Linked DNA regions of Zea mays: region 2 is linked to region 1. Evidence: chromatin contacts called from public Hi-C data. All regions are on one chromosome and are shown on one strand. The core of a region is the stretch at or near the end of the contact, and the rest is flanking DNA. Distances in the headings are between cores, read along the strand shown. Region 1 holds the start of LOC103636536 (protein VAPYRIN). Region 2 holds the start of LOC100194260.

Region 1 (5,593 bases), core at 2,287-4,786:
CTACAACAACCTATTAAAAGAGAGGAAATTCAAGAACAATGGGCAATTCTTCAATCCTGTGTAACTGCACTGAAACTTGAAACCCTGCCTTAAAGGCGAGGAGTTCGCTGAAAAATGGGAGCTCTCCTTTGCTTCCGATCCAAATGATCCGTGCTGGTATGCAAAAGACTTTTTACGAAGAAAGTTGCTTGAAACTCATGCTTGGTTTTCTGCGCCATTTTTTTTTATTGCTTCTGCGCCATGCATGTTAGGGGAGCACATCTCAACATATTCACTCTCTAACAGCACTACTTGCTCCGCTACTAGTAGAGTGTTGTGGACGAATGTTACTAGTGAATTTGATTTGGTTTGCATTGATTCCGATCCAGTTGGCTTGTGGACTGCTTTCTTTGTTGGCGTGACCAGTTCTGATAGCTCTTATCTGACGAAATGTGTGGACCTGGGCAGCACGTGCGTCCTATCTCCTCTCCTGGTCCGTCAACCTTGTCGTATGCCTAGTCACGGATTGTAGGAAATTTGTGTCCTACTCCTATCTCCAGGCTGTTCTGGGCTTCTGGGCCCATCCTGCTGGAGCAAGCACTCCTCTGGATGAAGGTCGCTTGACAGACACCTCCAGATACAGAGAAGAGTTGAGGAACTTGGATGGGGATAGTTTTCTTCTGCGCTTGATCAGGCATGCATGTATGTAGTCCTTGTCTCTCTGACTCCCTCCACGTCATCCTCTGGGTTTTTGTTACAAACTCCATGAAAATGTTTCTTTGGTAGGGTTTTCGTTTCTTGGAAAATCGTCTGACTAACTGGTCCTTGAAGTAATTTATCCTGTACTTGATAAGTAAAAGGAACAAACATTTCAAACGGTTTCTGTCTTCGAACACCAAGGTTTGGGTCCTTTGGCAGGGTTTTTTGTGGTTTCTACCAGCCAAACAGAAACAGTACAGTCGAACGGAACCTAATTTTTAACTGGGAACTGTATTCAGTTCGGATGAATTGGTTAGTCCGTGCACTGCTGTTGTGCTGATTTTTTGCAAGTTTGGGTGTTCAGTTTGCTGTTCCAAGTTACACCAAATACTACTTACTTCCACTTTCTTAGAATAATAATACTTATGATGATTGAGGAACATGTAAAGCACTGCAATTGCATAGCGAATGTTTTTTTTCCACCAGCACGCCGCGTATAGCAATCGACCGTCTCAACAATGAGCTACTCTCCCAACAAAGCAGAACAAACCACTATACAGTACAGTACAATTTCGGACGGGTTCGCTTCTTCTTACTTTAAAGCCAGCCACGGCGGCTGTAGGCATCTCTCGGCTCACGCACAGCAGGAGCAGCAGCGGAAACAAACAAGCCTTCGTGTCCGTCCAACAGTCTCTCCCAACCGATAACCGGCAGCAAATCAGGCGCACGATATGGACGATGAAGACGACGACGCGGCGCACAACGCCGACGCGGCGGCCACCTCCGCACCTCTCGCGCACAGGAGCTGAGCGATGGCCTCGTACCCCATGGCCTCCGCCATCTGGAGCGGCGTGGCGCCGCGCCTGGTCCGGGCGTTGGCGTCGGCGCCCATGTCGAGCAGCAGCTCCACGGCCTCCGCGTGGCCTCCCTCGACGGCGAGGTGGAGCGGCCTGTGCCCTTCCACGTCCTCGCACTCGACGTCCATGCATCCCGGCCCGGCGAGCAGCGCGATCGCGTCGCCGTGTCCCTTGATCGCGGCCAGGTGCAGCGCCGTGAGGCCGTACTGGTCGCGCCCGCGGACGCCGGCGCGCTTGCTGAGCAGGGACTCGAGGCTCCCGAGGTCGCCTCGCCTCGCCGCCGTCATCACCAGCTCCCACCGTTCCAGGACGTCCACCACTTCTTGCTGCACTGGGCAAAAATTGACAACACCTCCGCCGTTACACTGATTACATTATTGGTCTTTGGTCAAGACAAGAATAATGGCCTGGCCATGCATGCGTTAGCTAATACTATCGTACGTCGTCGCTCGTCCTACTCGACCGGGCCGTTCCTATCATGGTTCACGAGCACAGCTACGCGGCTCGCATAAGCCAAGTTGCGTGCGGCCTGAGGCTGGTCCATGGCGTGATTCCGGCCTGTGTCTCTTCTCGTGTTGCGTTCGTTAGTGACAGGCGCGGGTTTACCGCAAGGGCTGTTTGTATATGGCGGCGGATCTATGTCCAGCCAGTTAAAGAAGAGGCATCCGAATTCGATGCGCGAGTGTTGGTAGTTGGTACAGGACTGTAAGAAGGACAAGCAGCAGGTAGATTGGGAGTGGATCGAGAGCGCTTACGTATCCCTTGTCGCGCGCGACGTCCAGCGGAGTCCTCCCGCGCGCGTCGACCGCCGACGTGTCGGCGCCCATGTCCACCAGCACCGCCACCGCCTCGGCCTCGCCGGCCGCGGCGACCGCGTGCAGGACCGTCCTCCCCTCGCGGTCACGCGCGGCCAGCGCCTCGGGCCCCAGCCGCCTCAGCTCCCCGCAGTCCCCCCTGGCGGCCGCCGCGTGCAGCGGCGCCCACTGCTGCTCGCCGGCGTCGGGCGCCGCGGCGGCCTGCTGGTGCTCCAGGAACGGCAGCAGGTGCGGCTGCCGGCGCAGGATGAGGCGCACGGCCGCGGCGTCTCCGGCGTCCGCGGCGAGGCGGAGAAGGTACGGCCCGCCGAAGAACACGCGGAGGCGGACGGCCCTGACTCCGCCCCCGCCGCCGCCGCCGTCGTTGCTGCTTCCCACGGAGTCGAGGCGCGCCGCGGAGAGCGAGGACAGGACGAGGAAGCGGTCGGCGCGGGAGCGCGGGAAGGACGGCGGCGCGTGCGGCTGCGGGCGGAGCACGACGCGCAGGGACGCCGAGGAGAGCGGCGGCACGGCGCCGCGCGGCGGGCTGACGAGGAACTTGAGCGGGGAGGAGGTCTGGACCTTGAAGGCGACGGGGAGGGACGGGTGCAGGGAGCGGAGGCGGAGGTCGGCGCGGCACTTGGCGTTGGGCTTGAAGTCGATCATCACCTCGTCGTCCTCCACCTCCAGGAGATGCTCGGGCGCCGGCGCGGAGGAGGCTGCTTCCGCCGCGGCCATTTTCTAGCTAGCTTGGAACGGGGAGCGAGCTCGAGGAGCTCGCCGCGCGAGAGTATAGTATGGAAGGAGAGGAGTGCCCGGGGGCCGGGGCAATGGAATGGTGTGGCTATCTACCTAGGACGACGCTTTTCACGTCACGCTGCTGGATGGATGGGCGAGAAAGGAATGTTGATCTTCTGTGCCACTGCGATATATGGCGTGAGGCGTGAGCACTCGGCAGTCGGCAGGACACATCATGCAGCGGCGTCCCCCGGTACCGGTACCTTGATGACCACAGCTCTGCACATAGTCCGTGCGGATTCCCTGGACGGGGAGATGGCTGGATCCCTTGTGGCCCTCGAGTGCATGATAAACAAAGGGACCATTGGGGAATGATGGAGCAGGGCTACGTCTACGGGCGAGCAGGCGGCAGGCCCGCACGCGTCCCATTCGGAAGAACAAGCAGCCACCGGGCACACTACTGTGCCCTCGTGAAAGGACCCCATGCCAACAGGCCACTTCCTCGCGCGACGTCGCCGCCGCGGCTGTGCAGCCATGTGCCGACGCCCTCCCCTCAAATTGCTGTTTGTCGCGGACGAATCGGCACGAAACCCGGGCTTGGCGCCTTGGCCCCGTCCGCGTGCTCCAGCGTCACGCACGCATTATGGGCCTGTTTGGTTTGTGGCTAAATGTGCCACACTTTGTCTAAGGTTAGTCGTTCGAATTGAATAACTAACCTTAGGCAGAAAAGTTAGGCAAAGTGTGGCAACTGAGGTAGTGAACCAAACAGGCCCTATATACGCGCGGCTTGGCTCTACGCGCCTGCCCGCAGGCCCCGGTCAGAAGTAGAAAAAATATATATATACGTACCCCTCCTGCGTCCCCTGCCTGTCGCCGCTACGAAACAACTCTTTACCCTTCTCGTTTTTATGCGTCGTGCATCATGTGCAAGCGGTAGAACTCGCGCGCCGTGCATGAAATGCTTGCAGCATATATATATATGTGACAGAGAGTTTCAGGATAGAAATTCGAGCGTGTCAATGAGTCATCATCATATCTGTATACTCGGAGTTTAGACAGCTAGGCCTTGTTTTTTTAATCCAAGGAGATATTTCCTCCGGTCTAAATTATATAGTACTTTGATTTTTATAGATATATTTATTTTACTATATACGGTACGGAGTTTTCAGTTTGATGCGTTCGATGATGTTGTACATAAAAAGTAGTCAAATCCCAACCGGTTCGAAGATAAACCCAAGTTTTACCGGTTTTCTTGACTCCAGACTTCAGACTGCTTTTTTAGGCCCAATCCCGTGGCGCATGTGATTTTTAGGCCTAATTTAGATTGGGCCGATCCATCTATGTCGCGCAGATGGGCCTATGACCTTTAGTCCGAACCCAAATTTCTGCAAACTGAACGGACATGTCTGCCCCGAGCTGTCCCATTCTTCCTAAAAAAACAGGAATGTTACTTTAACATAGGAATTGAAAGTCATATGAATACTGAATCAAAAAGGGTATGTAGTTCTGCGAGGACAGAGAGGCTCGGGCCTACTAGCAATGGCACCAGTCTGTATTCTTTTTAATCAAAAGCAGTGCTGACCAGCATGCTGCATGTATGGTTTTGGTACTTTGGAAGTTTTTGGATCTGACAACTGACTGAGACGCGAACTTATGGCGTCAGGATTCAGCGTCCTCCCTTTTTCCGTATAATTCATCTTTTCTTATTTAATGTTAATGTTAACATTTAGCTGTCAAAATTAGTTCTCGTCGATCAAAACAGTCTTATTTATAATTAAATCAAAACAGTCTTATTTATAAACTAACTACCCCTTCGATTTTTTAGTTTATGTTTGTTAGTATAAAGTTGAACGTCAAATAAAAAAAATGGAGGTAGTACTTAGCTAGAGCTCTGCTGGAATACATATCTCCTGCTATTCATGTGCGGATGTGCCAGGTTGAGCCACTTCTTCCTCTCCAAGGACGTCTCCAGATCAGAACAGTCGCCCAGAAGACGTTCCAGCTGGAAGACTGGAACACATATCTGCTGCCATTCATGTGCGTTCTTGTAGAGGCACCTCTCCCATAATCCCCATTCGTCCTCCACTTGGCTCAGCTGGAATATAATTTCGGTTTCCACAGATGCTAATATGTACGTACCTACCAACGCAGTGGATTCAAACCGGTCCTAAATTAAACATGTCACGCACAGCAAAACTCGTGTAAAAAAGAGGAGTGCCAAGACACGAGCACGGCTCGTGATGTCAACTGATGCTAACCCCCGTGAAATTAGGTCATCCGAGTCGGTGGTGGCGGCGGCAGTACAGGACGTCAGCACATGCACATGGTCGCGGCAGGTTTTGGTTGTACTGAGGGAGTCGCCACCAAATAATTTCGGGGCAATTCCCCGCATAACATCGAAAAATATACATATTTCTTATGTGTCACTGCCTTCACATATTATACACATAAAAAATTTACATATATATCACTGGGTGATACATAATAAATGAGCATAAAATCTGATAGTATACAAAAAAAATTTTC
Region 2 (5,593 bases), core at 953-3,452, 180 kb before region 1:
TTTTGAAGTTTTCCCCTGTAAATCTATGTAATTTTCAATGACATTCAGCATATTATTAGAGAATAAATTATTTCTTTTTGTGTATGATCAATTACTGAAACAACCAATCTGAGATGTGCAACAGCAAATTTAAACACTGTTCTTTAAGACAGATTCAAGACTGATGAACGCAAGCATGACGTACAAGAAAATTCAGAACCATTATTCAATACCTATGAAGGACAATCTTTGATGGAGGGATTGCAACTAATATAACCCATTGCTAGCAAAAAGTGGGTCTGACAATGTTATTCCTAACTACTTGGTTTTATATCCTCTTCATACTGAGCCGACAGAGGATTCGTTTTGCATTTGGAGCCGAGCCTATAATATTTGTGTTCAACCATTGCATCTCTGTTTTGCTTTAACTTCACTTGTAAAAATGCTTACCTGCCATCCTGGGGAGGCTGCGTTATTGTTATTAATTCCATTGTTCAGTAATCCAATAACACATCAATACATCATGCATAGCATGATAGATTGATAGATGACATACGATAAGCTCTTGTATCCTGGACTTAAGTATGAAGGCAAAACAATTAGTTGCGTATATTAGTACAAGAAGAAAACATTATTTGGGTATTTGATTAACTAAAACTGTGGAATAACATCGTTGACTATGTAATCATTTACTAACATGTAAACCCTCTCTGTTGGGTGCACAGCATCGTAAAATACATAGGATGAGATATTTTTGCAGGTAGGAGTGAATGCATTGCACAACAGAGCAACCTCTCTGAGCCCAGTCCCACAACATCCTCGTGTTGTCTCTGTAAATCCTGTTGTTGTGGCAAACCTTTATCAGAATTGATGTGGTCAACAGCAAGTCAATCTCTTGGCTGACTTGAAGAAAGAACTTAATAATAATAATAATAATAATAATAATAATAATAATAATAATAATAATAATAATAATAATAATAATAATAATAATAATTCATTTTGCAATTGAATTACTAAGTGTTTGGTTTTCTGCCAGCCACTAGGTTTTGGTGGCCAAGTTTAGTACTGTGGTGTTCAATAATACTGCATCGGCTAGGATTTATGGCATTATCTCTGAATTTTGTTCAAGAACTTGAAGTCTGCGATCAACTTCCATCACAGCTCCAGCCTCCTAGTGCATAAGCCATGGAATTAACAGAAAGCATTACCATATTTGGCCGGGTTCTCCAGGATTTCCATGAGAGCTCTGTATGCATCCACGTACACAATTCTGCTTCCATGGAGTGAGCCTTGCAACTTTGCAAGAAGTCTTTGAAGTTTAGAGTTGTAGACATGAGCATCCCAGTTTTGCTCATCCACACATGCCCTGTCAGGGTCTCCGCTCAACGTGATTTGGATAGGTGTGCAGCCAAACGGCGGAAGGCCTGCCAAACAGAACTGTCGCCCCCCAAGGTCATACAGTTCCTGCATTCAGAGTTACAGTAGGGAATCGAAGGTAAAGTTATGCCTAGTTTCTGAAGTGTAGTATAAGAATTCAGTAGAGATAAGATAACTCAGAAGGAGGAAATGCCTATTTTTACCTTGACATAAACCTGTACCATCTGGAGAACAATATCCTGGTAGTCACCAATCTCCATCTTCCTCTTCTTTGGCGAACGGTAGTAGTGTGAGAAATCGTTGGTCCCCGAGCTGATAAAGATCAGAGATCTGGCAACGATCCTGGAAGCCTCCTTGTCCCCAACGATGCCTCTGAGCCGGAGCAGGTAGTCCTCGAAGAGGTCCACCTGTTTCGACATCGGCAGAGTGTTGGACAGCCGCGACGTCTGGTCGTTGAATCCTGACCCAGCCGAAGCGAAGTTCACCCCCGTCGCGACGTCGCTGTTCGGAAGCCTTGCGTCCAGAAACGGCGGCGAGAACTCTTTGAGCTGCAGCCTCTCGTTGAGGAGGTCTGGGATAAGCCGGCCGTCGGAAAACCTCCCCGTCGGTTTCTTCCCTGGGAAGTCCCTTCCGTAAGGAGCATGGTTCGCCACAGCTACCGTGGGGAGATGGTTGTTGTTGCCGGTGTCGAGAACCGAGTCGCCGAAGTAGAAGACGGCAGAGAACTTCGGCTGGGTTCTCTTGGAGGAAGGAATGGCAGTGGAGGAGAGGAAGAGCAAAAGAATTAGTAGGAGAAGAGGGTGGTGTGCCTGTGCCATCAGGAGTCAGGACGATCTGCTTGCCTGCGCTTTAACTCAGATGATGCGTGTTACGTTGTATATTCTAGACTAGAGGGCCCTTGCATTGCATGTCTAATAAATTTGGGAATATCTAGCTGATTTTCTGTAACCAGCAAATCTTCTGCTAACAGTTTTTATAAATACCATTTTTTTTTTGAGCTCGTGATTTGTTTGATTGTCTTTCTAGAGCTGAAGACTATGTGGCTTACTGTCGGTGGACGTCATGCAACGCTTATGCTGGTTATTATGCCGAGTGCAGAATTTGGCGCAGAGTGAATATGCTGATGTAATTTCTGGTATATTTTTTTTCTTTTATCATGGAGTTCAGATTCCCGTTTCAGATTTGTGCGTTGTAGTTCAGATTCTATATTGAGTATCCAAATACGGTTTGGCTATAGTAAAGTGGCAGCGATTCTAGTTGCTATCCCATTTATTTTGTATATGAATACAATTATTTTGCTTGTGATTTTCTTTGGAGTAATAACTTCTATTTTTTTATTTTATTTTGTCATTCTGTTTGAAGCAAATATTTTCCGCAAGGAAACAATTTACAGATCAATATTTGCTGTAGGACAACGAGTACACGCCATACACACACAACACTATATGGCTGGTGTGTTGGATTGGAGGGTTTCTCGTTTGATTGGTGTCAGTCGGGAGTCGGGACAAGCTGCAAGCTCACGGGACGTTGGAGCGTATAGGCCTGGCTAAATGAGATTGTCCAGCGCGTTCCACTTCCCCACATGGTAATCTTCTACCACTATTTGAGTTAAAGGTGTTCAGAGTTGAAGTCGCAAAAGTCTGACGAGAAAGAGCTGAACTTCCAGAAATGTATACCGTGTTTGGGAAAAAAAAAAGATTTTTCTTAGGAAAAAAACCATAACCATGGAGATTGGGAGAGAGATAGAGAGTCATGTATGGAGCAGATGTAATTCAATCAGTAGAGCATTATTAATAAGCTTTTCTATAAATATGGGGTTCAATTCCTTGGGCCTCCCAATTATTTTTGTTGAGACATTTTATCTTCATAATAATGATTATTATACGACCGCGGTATCGTAGCCCATGTGAGAAACGATCGTGACCGAGCCTTAGACTTGAGAGGATTTTTTTAACCACATCCTAAAATTCACTCCCATGAGGAGTCAAACCTAGGACATGAGGAGTGCTACTCATATCACATAACCAATTCGGCTAGAGTCTCTTTCACATCGTTGCACTATATAAATTTATAGAAAGTAACAATATTATTTATGGCACCACATTAACTTCATTATTAGTTACAATTATGATATTTAGTTTTACAATTTTCCTCTTTAATATGGTAGATGTGGATATTATTCTCAAATTAATCCGGTCAAACTTAGGCCAAACTTGATTCCTTAATAAGTAGTTAATAGCTAAATATGTATATGTTACTACAGATAAAAAATAGCATCTTCAAGGAAAAACATAGTAACAGCATTTGTTTTGAAGAACCGCACGAGTAACTGGAAATTGTACACGAGTTACAGAGCGCAAACACTCGTGTTTTTTTTTAAAAAATAAATTGAGTAGTAGAATTGCCAATTATATTAATAAAGAAGATAGTTCAGATTACACAAGCGACAATACCACAGAAAATAAAACAAAAACATTAAGACCGGCTATAACAAGCTATTGTCAACAAAAGCAAAGAAAACAATAAGACATCAACATCTAACCCCTACTATAGATTAGTAGGAGACAAAGACCTTCATTACTAGTTCCTAGAAGGTAGAGCCTTTAAACCTATTAGGCCTAGTTTGAATACTTGTAATGAGTGTGATTGGAGTGGATTGAAATGTATTGAGGGAATATTTGACCTATTGGAGATTTACACCCTCTCCAATCCCTCCAAAACCCTCCAATCCTAAAGTTTCCAAACTAGGCCTCAATGATTTGATGAGATCTAGTGGCAACAATTCTTTCTATCAGCCTAATGTTTTACACTGCGTCATCATCAAGCTTCCCATCGTTCCCAACAACGTCTAAATCTTTTTAACACACTATGTTGTACAATATAGACACTTCAACAAAGCGAAGACATGTAGTAGGATTTGTGATTATGTCTTATTATCATGGTATATGGTGAAGCAGTATGTATAAGAGGACATGCCACATCCTTCTTCATCCTAGTTGTGGTATACAAAGAAGACAATGCATAAGTCGAAGCATAGATTCCCATTGGGGCTAACCCCAAAGGGGATCATGTCATTTGTTTAGGGCTTTGGAGCTACCAACGACGCCACCTTAGCTAAAGTCAATTTAAAGGTGATTCTTCATACTCCCCTCAATCTAGTTGAGGACGATGAGTGAAGTGGCCATGCACATCCTTCTTGTCCCTGTAGTGGAGGTAGAATGGATATTAATAGCTAACTGTACATGGGGTGTCACCCCTAGAACAAAATACTTTATGGTTTATAAATAAGTTGCATGTTGCCACTTTACCGTCCATTCCCTATTTCTGAATTTTTAGCTAGGATTCCCTTTGCCATTCGGCTTCTATAGGCCCTCCATGAGTCTTTGCCATAAACTTGTTGTCAAGGGTCAATCCCATCAATGTTTAGATGTAGTTGTTCAGTTAGAGGCTAGGACCATATAATAGGGATGAGAGGAGACACGGCCAGGAAATGGGAAAACAAGCATGCACATTGGGTAATTTTTTCTTAACATTGCGTTGAGCAAAATTATCCCATGGATACAGGCCTGATGAGCCCTAGAGCAATGTACCATGCTTGGATCGACTAGGCGTGGCAGAGAGCGATTTTAGAAAGAAGGGTTTGTAGCAATGAGAGCACACCTTTTTAAAGTCAAAGTTGAAAGGGTACATAACATAAATGGAAGACTTAAAGAGTTTAGGAACATAACTTCAATTTTGTCTTCTAGATATCTTGTCAATGTAGAGGGTCAAACTCCATAGCCATTGGGGATAACGCGCTACTGAGGCTATAGCTTAGTTGAGGCCTTCTCATGGAGAGAGGAGTCGGTACTCACCTCTGCTAGGCCTTTTCCTCCAATGGATATGGGCACCGAGGCAAAGAGGTCGAATGGGCAAAGGCCATTATCTGTAGCTCCTGAGCCTTGTTGGAGCTTGGTCAATCAAGCAACACCACCATTCTAGTCTTCATCCCATCTAGACCTCCTTCTTTATGCCATGGCCATGGCTAAGGGACGTGGAGATCAAGAGGGTGACATAGTCTTGATAGCTTTCACACCTAGATTTTAGGCTAAACCTAGATGTACCTCATATGTGTGCCATGATCAAGCTTCACGCATATGATGACTCAATGTATAGTAGCCAATGTCACAAGCTTTATTATATATTGAAACTATCTTACAAAATATCTGGAATGGAATAAACCGAGCTAAGATAA

The links. Hi-C and Micro-C count contacts between places; a contact is called where the count stands out from the background.
Region 2: a Hi-C map of ear shows a contact between it and region 1, with 4 times the contacts expected there. The contact joins the promoter of LOC100194260 here to the promoter of LOC103636536 in region 1. A contact is called at or near these places in 5 of 25 Hi-C or Micro-C datasets (bundle sheath, ear, leaf and 2 more) and 1 of 3 datasets of contacts at active chromatin or transcription factors (leaf).

Annotation. Positions count from the first base shown.
Region 1 is chr8:176,336,326-176,341,918 of Zm-B73-REFERENCE-NAM-5.0, reverse strand. LOC103636536 (protein VAPYRIN) reads right to left here and starts at 3,536. Exons shown (of 2, transcript XM_008658882.3): 1 at 2,291-3,536; 2 at 1,111-1,861. The coding sequence starts at 3,067. The coding sequence ends at 1,397.
Region 2 is chr8:176,518,059-176,523,651 of Zm-B73-REFERENCE-NAM-5.0, reverse strand. It overlaps LOC100194260, which reads right to left and starts at 2,202. Exons shown (of 4, transcript NM_001139299.2): 1 at 1,563-2,202; 2 at 1,191-1,446; 3 at 677-818; 4 at 58-551. The coding sequence starts at 2,177. The coding sequence ends at 461. It overlaps LOC100502492 (putative laccase family protein), which reads left to right. Exons shown (of 5, transcript NM_001196970.1): 5 at 1-86.